Linked DNA regions of Gossypium hirsutum: regions 1 and 2 are each linked to region 3. Evidence: chromatin contacts called from public Hi-C data. All regions are on one chromosome and are shown on one strand. The core of a region is the stretch at or near the end of the contact, and the rest is flanking DNA. Distances in the headings are between cores, read along the strand shown.

Evidence for each region. Hi-C and Micro-C count contacts between places; a contact is called where the count stands out from the background.
Region 1: a Hi-C map of leaf shows a contact between it and region 3, with 5 times the contacts expected there. The contact joins the promoter of LOC107934031 here to the promoter of LOC107952705 in region 3. A contact is called at or near these places in 19 of 34 Hi-C or Micro-C datasets (anther, callus, fibers and 4 more).
Region 2: a Hi-C map of leaf shows a contact between it and region 3, with 2.8 times the contacts expected there. The contact joins the promoter of LOC107952767 here to the promoter of LOC107952705 in region 3. A contact is called at or near these places in 3 of 34 Hi-C or Micro-C datasets (all in leaf).

What each region holds. Positions count from the first base shown.
Region 1 is chrA07:36,140,317-36,143,994 of Gossypium_hirsutum_v2.1, reverse strand. It overlaps LOC107934031 (axial regulator YABBY 1), which reads right to left and starts at 1,472. Exons shown (of 7, transcript XM_016866365.2): 1 at 985-1,472; 2 at 667-819; 3 at 377-500. The coding sequence starts at 1,080.
Region 2 is chrA07:36,418,314-36,422,263 of Gossypium_hirsutum_v2.1, reverse strand. It overlaps LOC107952767 (phosphatidate cytidylyltransferase 4, chloroplastic), which reads left to right and starts at 1,852. Exons shown (of 8, transcript XM_016887936.2): 1 at 1,852-2,391; 2 at 2,779-3,080; 3 at 3,261-3,451; 4 at 3,846-3,950. The coding sequence starts at 2,122. LOC107952765 reads left to right here. Exons shown (of 2, transcript XM_016887931.2): 2 at 82-1,775. The coding sequence ends at 1,563.
Region 3 is chrA07:35,581,946-35,586,116 of Gossypium_hirsutum_v2.1, reverse strand. It overlaps LOC107952705 (Golgi SNAP receptor complex member 1-2), which reads right to left and starts at 2,144. Exons shown (of 6, transcript XM_016887861.2): 1 at 1,753-2,144; 2 at 1,277-1,464. The coding sequence starts at 1,885.

The DNA of each region.
Region 1 (3,678 bases), core at 223-2,722, 560 kb before region 3:
AATGATCATTCATAGGCAAAGGACTTCTCTGTAACTGCTGCCAAATAGGGATGAAATAGCTAAAAGATTAAATTAAATATCGTTTAAAAATAAGGTGGTCTTAAAAGAAACCCCACCCCCCCAAAAAAAAAAGAAAAAAAAAAGAGAAGAAAGCATTTGAAATATAGGGACGTAGGGTTGTAAAGCATAGGGGTCTTGACGTTTTTATTTGGAATTGGAAAAGGAGCTTTCGCATAGTGAAAACGTTACTTTGACTTCTCAAGAAATAGACCCCCAGATAGATTTGTGTGGCTAAGCTTCTAAATTTCTAGCTACTGAAAAGGGAGATTTGAAGAATAAAAATAAAAAGCAATGATTAAATGTTGAAGAATCTCACGTCTATTGACCACCGGAGGTTTGGGAATATCTTCAGCACCTCCATGAATAGGAGGCATAAGAGAGTTATTTGGGTTTGGCTGATTGATTACCATATTTGTTGTTGCACTACTTCGGATCTCCTCCTGCCACATTGTAAAATTGTAAATAAATTGTAACCCAACTTTTGGACTAAAATTTAACTAGAAACTAAGAGTACGTGAAAAATTAAATAGGGAAGCAAGTTTAGACGGTTAATCAAGTTTGTTGATTTGAAACCCTAATTTCTCGAGAAAGAAAATACATGCATACCAGGAGATTGTGAGGAGTGAAGAAAGAATGACCAACGTGATGCTGATTAGTTGTAGGAAGAAGGAGACCAAGCATGTTGACAGACAAAAGATTGGTGCAGTGACCGCATCGAACCGTAACAGTCTTGAACAAGCTAGTGCGAGGAACACTCACCTGAGAAAATGAGAAACGATACAAAATACAAGAAGGAACATAATTGTAAAAAACAACAACAACTACTAAAACATGTATAAAAGCCAAAAAAAAGGGACTTTGGAGGAGTAATATGAAGCAGAATGGGAACGAAAAGAAAAGAGAGAAAGGGACAGGAAATGATACAGCGAGAACAGTGTCACAGAAGTTGCAATGGACGTAACAGAGCTGATCGGAGGGAGAGACGTGGTCCGGTGAAAAAGCAGCTGATGAGGAAGACATCCTTCTTTTTCTTTTCCTTTGTTATTATTATTATTATTTGATATGAAGCTTTGGATCTGATTGATTGATAGATTGACTGATCAGTAGATATTGATAGGTTTCTCACAACTTGATCTGATCCTCTTGGATGTTGAGTTATGCTAAGGTAGAGATACAAAGAAAGGATTGAGGAAAAGATAGAAAGAGGGATACTACTAATATACTAGGAGATGTAACAGAGGCAGAAAGTGATTTCAAATATTGCTCATTTGTACATGGTTGTAGTTTCAATGGCAATTTGTACAGGTTATGGATGTCTCTTAAACAGGCCTGAGGCCCCGGTTGAAACCGAAAAAAAAAGAGGAAATAATAATAAACGGCTTTAGGTTTAAAGGCAAAAGAAAAATGAATGGTTGGCATTCCCAATGGATGTGTGCTTGTATTAGAGAGAGAGAGAGAGAGAGAGTAGAAGTAAGAAAGGGACGTGTGCATGCATGGTAGTGAATAGCTTTGGCTCATTCACCTGTTGTTTTCACAGTTAAGATTAAAAAGAGGGGGCTCGGTGAACCCTTTTCTCGGTTCTCTACAATTCCATGGCTGCCTTAACCGGGCAACATATATCAATTTTTTTATTTATAAAAAAAACCTCCTTTTCTAAAATTATTTTTTTAACTCAGCACTTGAGAAAAAATCAATATGAGAAGTATATAATTGATTGTTACCTAAAAAAAAAGTATATAAATAATATTTTTAAAAGAAACAATTTATATGATTTGTAAATTTTTAAACTATTTTTTTAACTTATTTTAAAACTTCTTTATAGTAAGGTAGAGGGCAATGGTCTCGCTCCCCCCAATGGTATAATTACTACTAAATTCTTTGAAAAGTTATAAAATTATAAATTAATATAATTGTAAAATTATTTTTGACTCTTCAAAAATTTATAATTCAAATCTAATTCCCTAAAATTTTATTTTCTCCTTTCCATCTCCAAATGAAGAGGTAAAAATGCTATCATTTCAAGAATCAAAAGATTTTTTTATACATATATATTAATGACAAATGTAAACATAATAATTTAATTGATATATATATTGTTGATACAAGATACAAAGAAAGAGGATAAGAAGGGGTAAGAATGAGATCAAGTGGTGCTATGGAGGTTGGATCACCTGTAAAGGCCGAGAGTTGGGACAAGGACAATAGTACAAGGTGATTGAGAGGATAAATGTTGAGAGTAACTTTAGGGTGCTGAAAAGTCGATCCCCTGTTCTTAGTTCTCCAAGGTATTTATAGGAAAGGCTCTCTTGTCCATTGGTATGATATTGGCTAGATAAATATTTAATCCCATTAATTGCAAAACAGATAATCATAGGCACATGTTATGGGATTCTATTAGCATGAGGTAGTCAAGCCTAAATAGACTCCTTATTGTCTTGGAAGAGTGTTCAAATTAGGATAGCATTCTCTTTAAGCTTGAATGGTAGGTTTCGTTTGAAGTGGGATGGTGGGTCATGCTTAGGAAGCCAATGCATAGTCAACAACATATCTTGGGTTGACATGTGTCCTCTTGGTAAAAGGTATATACTAATAGCCCCCTAGTCGAGCGGGAGGTAATAAAGTGGCCTTCCGCGAGACATGCTTCGAGGCTCCCTTAAAGGTTTATCTAGTTGGAGAAGATGAAACATCATCAAACAATTGTCATACATGCGACATTCTTTTGGGAGTAGTTGTAACAACCCAAATTTCTGTGGGATCGAAAAATGTGGTTTCGAAATTGATATCCTAGTTCGTAAATATTATTATTTAATATTTACGAGTATAATTTAGTAATACATTGAACTATGGTTTAGCAACTTTTCTAATTGGAAAGCTACTTAAAGTACTAGTGTATCAACCTTAAACTTAGTGGTTTTGGAAAATGAGGTATTGGGACCTCTTTTTTCATAAATTGAGGTTGTAAATATTTACAGAGTCATTGTATAAGTAGATTACATTTTTGATAAGTAATTTTTCTGATTTAGTGATTAATTAAGGTAGAAGGACTAAATCGTAAAAATTATAAAATTTTATCGTTATAGATTTTTATTAGTTAAAAGGCATAATTGGTAATCATTTAAGGACCAAAGTGGCAATTGGACCCCATCTAGAATTGGGGTGGACGGTTATGTAGTGTTTTATGGGAAAAATGTTTAAAAAATATTATAATTAAATTAATATAAGTTTTTAAAGCATAAAAATGATAAAATCAAAGTCATCATCTTTATATTTCTACCATTACCATTTCTTCAAAAAAAGGAAAGCTTGGGAAGCCGTGGCTGAAGATTCATATTCGGCCAAACTTGTGTTCTTTGCATGGTAAGCTAATTCAATCATGTTTTTTGTAAATTTTATATTTTTGAGATTGTTGTAACTTGATTTAGCTAACCTGTGTATCCGTTTTCACAATTTTTAAAGTTTTAAAATGTTGCCATTGATGAATTTTTATAAAATGAAATTTGTTAGTTTTTAGTTTAGGGACTAAAATGTAATTATTTTGATATTGTCATGGACTTTCTATAATTATAGATTTAGAGAGTTATAAAAGGATAAAATTGAAAACGAATTGAAAAACAAAGC
Region 2 (3,950 bases), core at 603-3,102, 840 kb before region 3:
ATTCTGATTTATTTGATCTTGTTAGAATCTGATAACTATTTTGATTTCACATTGCACCTTATCTTCGAATGTATTCTACAGATGCAATCTGCATATAGGGGTGGAAGAAGGGGTAGGAGGCCTTTTAGAGGGGGCACCTTGGGTCATGCTGGTCATGCCCATAATTGCAGTCAGCATACTCCTTCAAATGGTGCAGCATCAGCTATACCAAATTCTGTTTTAGATCCAAATGGAGCAGCTGCTGCAATGCTACCTGCAGCATCAGTTCCAGGTCATGCAACATTACCAGCTCAGGTGCCTGCTGCTCCACTCCGGCCACCGCCACGCATGGCTTGGTGTGAACTTTGCAGGGTTGATTGCAACAGACCAGAAATCCTGGAGCAGCATAAGAATGGAAAGCGGCATAAGAAAAACTTGCAGGTACGTGAAGAGCTGCAGAAGCGGAATGGAGTTATAACTGGACAGCAAAGTGTGCAAGTGCCTAATTTGGGATCAGAAATTGTTCAATTGGTGAAAGTTGAGGGATCTGAGGAAAAACAACATCAACAGATGGTTCCCTCCTTGGCTGCCACTACTGACAACAAGAAAGAAATTGAGCAGCAGCAGGACATTGTGAATAAACCTGAAGCATCGACAACTGGTCCTGCAGAAGCTAAAAGGAATTTAAGGAATCCCTCTGAAGCTCGGGGCCGTGGTTTGAAGCGTAAGATGAGAGGGGGACGAGGGGGTAAATATGTGAAAAGAAATGAAGGATCTAGAAGACCATCTGAGCCTCCCAAACCAAAGGGAGGTATTCCTTTTATGTGTGAATTGTGCAACGTTAAGTGTGAAACTCAGGTGGTTTTTAACTGTCATTTGGCTGGTAAAAAGCATATTGCAAATATGAAGAGGTTTCACGGGCACCGGGCTTTATATGGAGAAGCTGGAGTTCAAGCACTTTATCCACCTAATATCAGTGCTCCACCACCTCCCTTGGTCCCTCAAATTCAACAGGGTGTTACGGACCCACAAGTAGTTTTAGCTCAGCTGTTGACTTATGTCCTTAGTCAAGCCCAAGTCCCGGGGTTAGCGGGCCCTCAGGTATCTCTACCAATAGCAACATTGGAGTCTGCACAAGCACCATTATCAAGTTCAGGAAACCAGTACCAGCATGAGTTTCCTCAAGGTTTATTAGCCACATCAGAAGTGAGGAATGGATTGGGTGTGATGGCGGAAGCTGAAACTTGGCAGCAACATACTGCAGCGAAGTCTGAAGCCTTACCATCTGCAGGAGATAGGGGAGCAAATAGTCAAGGTTCAGAATCTGAAAAGAATGAAGTGAGTCAGCAGCAATCTTTCAGCGCTAAGACTGAATTTCCAACAACTTTTAAGATGGAGAGTGGGGATTTAGACACAGAGATTCCCCCCATGGATGACCCTATTGCAACAACATCAATGTCAAAAAGAGATAGCACAACAGCCTCCTTGGACCCAGTTGATGAGTCGGAATCTAACAATAATTTGGAGCAACCTGAGGACCCTGAGGAGGACCCCGAAGAGAATGAGCAAAATGAAGCGGCCTAAGTCCCAACGCATTTGTCCCTCTTAGTGTGGCAATAATTTAGGATTAAACTTGAACATGAATTGGTAGACCTCTTTCTTGAAATTTATACAATAAATTAATGCCATGTCAAGAGGTAGAGAAGTGGGGGATGATTAGGATTATTGAGTAGAATAACTTTATTATTATTTTTACGACTACTATTATAATGAGATAGATACATATGCTTTCTTTCTACCGTGTCAGCTCTTGCCATAGGTCCAAGAGATCAATTCAAGGCATGTAATTGGCGTCTCTAATTTCTTTGAGAATCTATCTTTTTCCATTTTCATTTTGATTTCAAAGAAAGAAATGCAATTTCCGTAACCACTGAAAGAGCCGAACCTAACCTAACCGTTCCCGTAAAATCCCAAGAAAAATAGCAATAAAAAATAAAAATAAAGATAATAAAACGACAAGTCCTCTCGAAATTCCCCCATCCCTCAATCCGACAATCATCATTTAATAAAATATGACTCATCATTTTCTCCGTTAATAATTATAGAACACGTCCCTTTTTTTCTTTTTGCTTCAAATCTTTTATGGCCTCTTTCGCCTCTTTCGTTGAAATCAGTCGGTACAATCTGATTCCACTTTCTGTGACTTCTCTCTGCGGTTGCCCATGCCGTCTCTTATCCAACCAAACCCTAATTCCCACTAGAAGAACCCCCAAACTCAAGCTTAACGTTGTCTTTCATGGACCGCAATCAGTCTTCCGGGTTCGTCCTACCAGTATTTACGTCAACCGGCGGTTAATTACGGCCGTCGCCCGTGCTGAACCCGAAAGTATCGACGAAAGCAATGCCGAGGAGGTACCTTTAATTATGGTTGTGCTCGGATTTGTTTCCGTTAAAATCATATATATGCATATGTTTTAAAAACTTAGTACTGTTTTAGTACTGCATTTTAAACGTTTGATTAATCTGTTTGTTTCTGTTGATGTGTCAATATAAAAGAATCTGAAATCTTTAAGAGTTGAATTCATGTTGAATTAGCGAAAAAAGAACCTGGGTGGTCAGAGATTTAAAAACTTCTGGAATTTTTTTTTAGAATGGCTAACTTGAAGTAATTGATAGATGATGGAAATAGTCATAAATAACGCATGAGCATTTTAATCTATGTTGAGATTATCAACTTTTCTCCATTCAATTAAAGGGAACTTTTGTTCAAATATGGTTACTCAAACAGTTATGTTGTAGGAAGTTGACCAAGGCGCTATCTTACCAACGACAAAGGATTCTTTTTCTGAGTTACAACATAAATCAAGTCAGTTGAGAAAAAGGATCGTTTTCGGACTTGGTATTGGGATCTCTGTCGGAGGTGCTGTATTAGCTGGAGGATGGGTTTTCACTGTGGCTTTGGCTGCTGCTGTTTTCCTTGGTGCACGTGAGTATTTTGAATTGGTTAGGAGCCGTGGAATCACAGCAGGAATGACACCTCCTCCACGATATGTCTCGCGAGTTTGCTCTGTTATATGTGCGTTCATGCCCATTCTCACATTGTAAGATGGTAACCTTATGTTGTTGCGTGCATTACAATAATATCAACTTATGTGTTGGTTTCTTTGTCGTTGTTTAAAATGCTACATCTTGCCTTCAAAAACTTGTAATTCCTACTTTGCTGGTGAAAATTTTTGAAAATATTTCATGTAATTTATTTCGAGGTTGTGTTGTATTGTCAGATACTTTGGGAATATTGATATTTCAGTGACATCTGCTGCATTTGTTGTGGCTACGGCATTGCTCATGCAAAGAGGAAACCCTCGTTTTGCTCAGCTCAGCAGTACCATGTTTGGGTTATTTTATTGTGGCTACCTCCCTTGTTTTTGGGTTAAGCTCAGATGTGGTTTAGCAGCTCCTGCCTTGAATACTAGTAAGAATATGGGTTCTCACTCTTTTCTGTTTGCAAATCTAAATATTGGAAAAATTTATGACTGGTAAACAGTAATATTTGCTAAGCTTTAAGGATAGAGCTGAGAATTGCCTTTTCTTAAAGTAGCAATAGCTTATATACTGTTTTTGCTAAAATTTTGGTGGTTTAGCTAGGTTTGGTGTTTCTGAATGATGAATCTTGTAACTGCTTTTATTCCCTTTATGTAATGTAATTTTAAAATGCATCAAGGAATTTTTAAACTCCTTTTATTTCCTTATATGTGAAACTTTATTCATCTTTATTTTTGGCTTTTGGTTCTTTTGCATGTTTGGTTGCGGAAGGGGAACAATTATGACTGTTCAACCTGTTTTACCATGAACTTCTTTTTTGACAGGAATAGGAGCTGGATGGCCTTTTCTTCTTGGTGGCCAAGCTCATTGGACAGTAGGCCTTGTGGCAACCTTGATTTCTTTCAGCAGTATAATAGCAGCAGATACAT
Region 3 (4,171 bases), core at 895-3,394:
ATAAACAGCCAAAAGCAGCAATAACTAGGGGCAATTCAATGGAACATGGATGCCATAATTTATAGAGCAATGAACCAAAGTGCAATAAAGACAATTGACAGTCCAAAAAGCAGATGAGTGAACACATTTGGAGCCTAGTTCGATCTATAATTGATGACAATGAAAGTGTAGTGGAGAATAATTCCATGGATCATGGGAACATAAATTTATAGTGAAATGAGCCAGGGTAGCAAATAAAGAACTTACAGCAACCCCAGGTTTGGATCATACAGAAATGTAAATCTGTTGGGGAGAAATATATGATTTTTCAAAAATTGAGAATGAATTAGAGATTAGGTCAGTCTGTTAAGCTACCACCAACAGCCACTCTTCTTCCACTTCTCTCATGGTTCAAGAAAAGAGGAGATTAGGGCACTTGCAACTGTAAACTTGAACATAAAGGAAAATCACATGCTACCCCTGCAGAAACTTTTCATGTAAATGGGAAGGATTTTATACATCCCCAATTGTCTATGGAAATTACTTTTCCCAAGTACACAAGTAGAGAACAGAGCAAATACACAACAAAAGATATAATGTAAAAAGTTCAAATTCTAAAACTGCTAGGGAACTATATGAAGTTGCCGGAACGAGTCCATCAATTATCAACAAAAAAAAAAACCATGGACCAAAAATCTTTTGAGAACTTGACTCATATAGCATTTTGCAAAAATGAAAAGCAACAATAAAACAATAGTATAATTATACTCATGTTGCCATAAACAAATTTACACAGAATGCTAACTTGCTGCTTGTACTGTATTTCTTATCCCACTGAACTGATTGTCAGGCATGTAACAATCATGAACCATGAACTAATTACAATTAATAAATAGAATAACTGAATTATATTTTATTTCAAATAGAGGTACAGATATCCCAGTAAGAATTGCCAAAACAACCAATCAAACATGTTTATAAGCATGCCTTGATGGTGTCATGATTTGGTATATTATCAGTTTGAACCATGGCTCACAAACATAATGGTGACAATGACTTAGAGGTTGGAAGAGAGTTTTTCCAATTGCAGTGGTAAAAGAATACAAAAACAACAGCAATAATTAGAAGTTGCAAGACTATACACTACACATAATTTAATATCTAGCAGTGATGTAGGACAAAATATCAGGAAATGTTAATATTTCATTGAAGCTTATAGCACCCGGTAATTAAACATGGAAACCTGAGTTCTAATAACAAGTCTAGATAAAAATTACAGAGTAGACAACAAATAAACCTGAGTAAACTCATGTAGTATGTCTCTATGCCTTGCAAGCTTCTGGGTTACTGAAGTAGTTGAAGCAGCAGACGCAGCACATCTGCTCATGGCATCATTTATGTCCAGCAGTTTCTCGAGCAATGACTGAATTTCCATTTCCATAGACTTCCATGATCTACTTGACCCAACGGTTGGCGACCCAGTATCTAGATAAGCTCAATGTGAATACATATATCATCACAAAGGGGAAAAATGAATCTAACCAGATTTCAAAGGCGATTTAAATACAAGGAATAAAATATATGCTCTTTGGTATTAAAGATCCAATCTATTCAGCCATTGGAGTTTGTTCAGTTTTTTTAACAGATTTATTCATAATTACTGTAATCTACCAAAAGAAAATCAAAATGCAACCATATAACACAAAACAAGAAGCATTTGGAACAAAAATCTAGAGATAATAAAATGAAAAAGGAAGCAGTAAAAGAGCAAACCTCCTTGGGTGAACCTAGCACCGAGCTTAGCATAAGAAGAGAGTTTGACATCGAGATCACCCTCGATCTTTCGAGCCTCTCTCCTGAGTTCCTCCCAACCCGATTCTTGCAGATCCAGATTTGGATCCGTCATTTAGATCTTGGTGTTTGAAATTCGGATCCCTGGCTCTAGTTTCGTTTCTTATGTGGATCCAACGATGGAGATTGGTTGAGTTATTTCAGGTTAGTAACCCTCATCCAATTACAGAATTCAAAAATGCTGCTGAGTGTTGGAAGCTTACTTGCTTTCTTTATTTTCGATGATCGTTCAATTTTGATTTTCTGTTTCTCAGAGTTTCGATGATCCTCTCTTCTCTGGTTATTCGTGGTTTATTATTTTGCATCTGGACCCTTGAACCTAAGCATGGGCCCAAAAGAGAATCAAACTATGGTTCCATTCTACCAAAATAAACTCTCTTGAAGGCCCAATTACTCATCTATATCTATTAGTTTCTAATGTCAAATAAAATATTAAATATTAATTTTTTAAATTTATTAAATAATATATTTTATTTTATGAAATTAATATAAATTATATTATTCATTATGTTAGAAATGCGTGTGCAAACCACAAATTTGTATTTAAAAATAACATAAAATAAAGGAAGCACATGGCTTAAAAGTAATTACTAATAATTACACATTCAATATATATGATATTAAAATTTAAAAATAGATTTAATTGTTTATCATTGTGTTATTATTAATCTTGAGCCAGTGTTGAGTTAACTTGTGACACTAACTCAATTAAATACATTATTAAAATATACAATTGACAGAAGTAATAAAGTGTGCATAATTAAAATTAAAATGTACAAAGGTATTAAGATAAAGCTTTGGCTAAGTGGTAATTAAAAATTTTACTCATACAATTGACTTAGGTTCAAATCTCAATAAATGCATTATTTTAGTTTTTTTTTAAATGAAAAAGACTAAAGGACTCTCAAATAATATAACTTATTTTCATTATGTAAAAGTATTTACATAATTTAACAATTGAGTTGTCTCAGTTAAATGTGACACCAACTCAATAAAACACTTAAATAATAATATAGATTAATAGTTTCTGTAATTAAAATATTATAAAAAGAATCTCATATAAAACTCAATTATTAATCTTATAAATGGCAAAGAAAATCTCTCTCTATATATAGATAATTGCACCATTCATCTCAAACTATAACTTTATTTTAAATTAGTCCCTAAATTTTAAAAAACTCTAATTACATTTTGAACTATTAAAGTTATATCAATAAGGTTCTTCCATTTCTAAAACCATTAATTTAATCGTTAATGAGATGTCAAATCTTATGTGGCATAGTTTAAAATGAAAAGTTTAAAAAAAATGAATATTGTAAAAAGGGATGTCGTAAGAATATTGATTTTGAGGTTTTCGAAGCTTTTACAAAAGTTTTATCACCTGCTGTTTCTTTTTTCAATTTACTTTATTTTTAGTTTTTACTTTTAAAATTTATGTGGTAACATTTTTCTTTCTTTAAATTTTTCATTTTAAATTATGTCACGTAACATTTGACATGTAATTTAACTATTGAATTAATGGTTTCAATAATTAAAGGACATGATTGATATAATATCAATAGTTTAGGGATGTAATTACAATATTTTTAAGTTTAGGGGTCAATTTAGAATGAGGGTCATAGTTTGGGGATGTCTAGTGCACTTTTCTCTCTCTCTCTCTCTCTCTATATTATCAATATAATTGTATTTGTCATGCATGTAAATTTTTGAATCGATTTGATATATGTACCATATCGATCTAAAAGAGTACATAGATTAATATATTTTTAACGATTGAAAGTAAAAATATCTATGTTAACATATATATATAACGAATGAACAAGCCATTTGTTTCTTATTTTTTGTTTTGCTCAACGACGGTGCCAGCCTCCGGATTGGCTATCGCCCGCTATTTTTCCCCTCCCACCAATTCTTTCTTTCTTTATTTTTCTCGTTCACTCCACATGTATTCTCTCTTTTTCAGTTTGCAAATCTATTTTGTGTGTATCTTTATTGTCTTCACAAGTTATGATGGATAGATGACAATGCTTGTCGTTCGCTAAAACTCCACCGGCCACCAATAGTTTTTTTACAAAGTGGGTGGCTCTTCGTCAGTTTCTTAATTTGGTTCTGTTTTGAGAATATTTCAGAATAATAAATGATTTCACGAGTCGATTTAGACTTGTGTTGTCTTAAGTTTTATATGTTTTTTTTTGTTTGCTTTTCCATTATTTAATAAGTCTTCAGTTTTAGAAATTTTTGTCTGCTCTTATAGCACGATTTTTAGTCTTGCTTATGCATGTAATCTTAGTTTTACAAGTGATTTTTAGGATGGTTTTGTTGTTGTCCTCTATACTTTGGT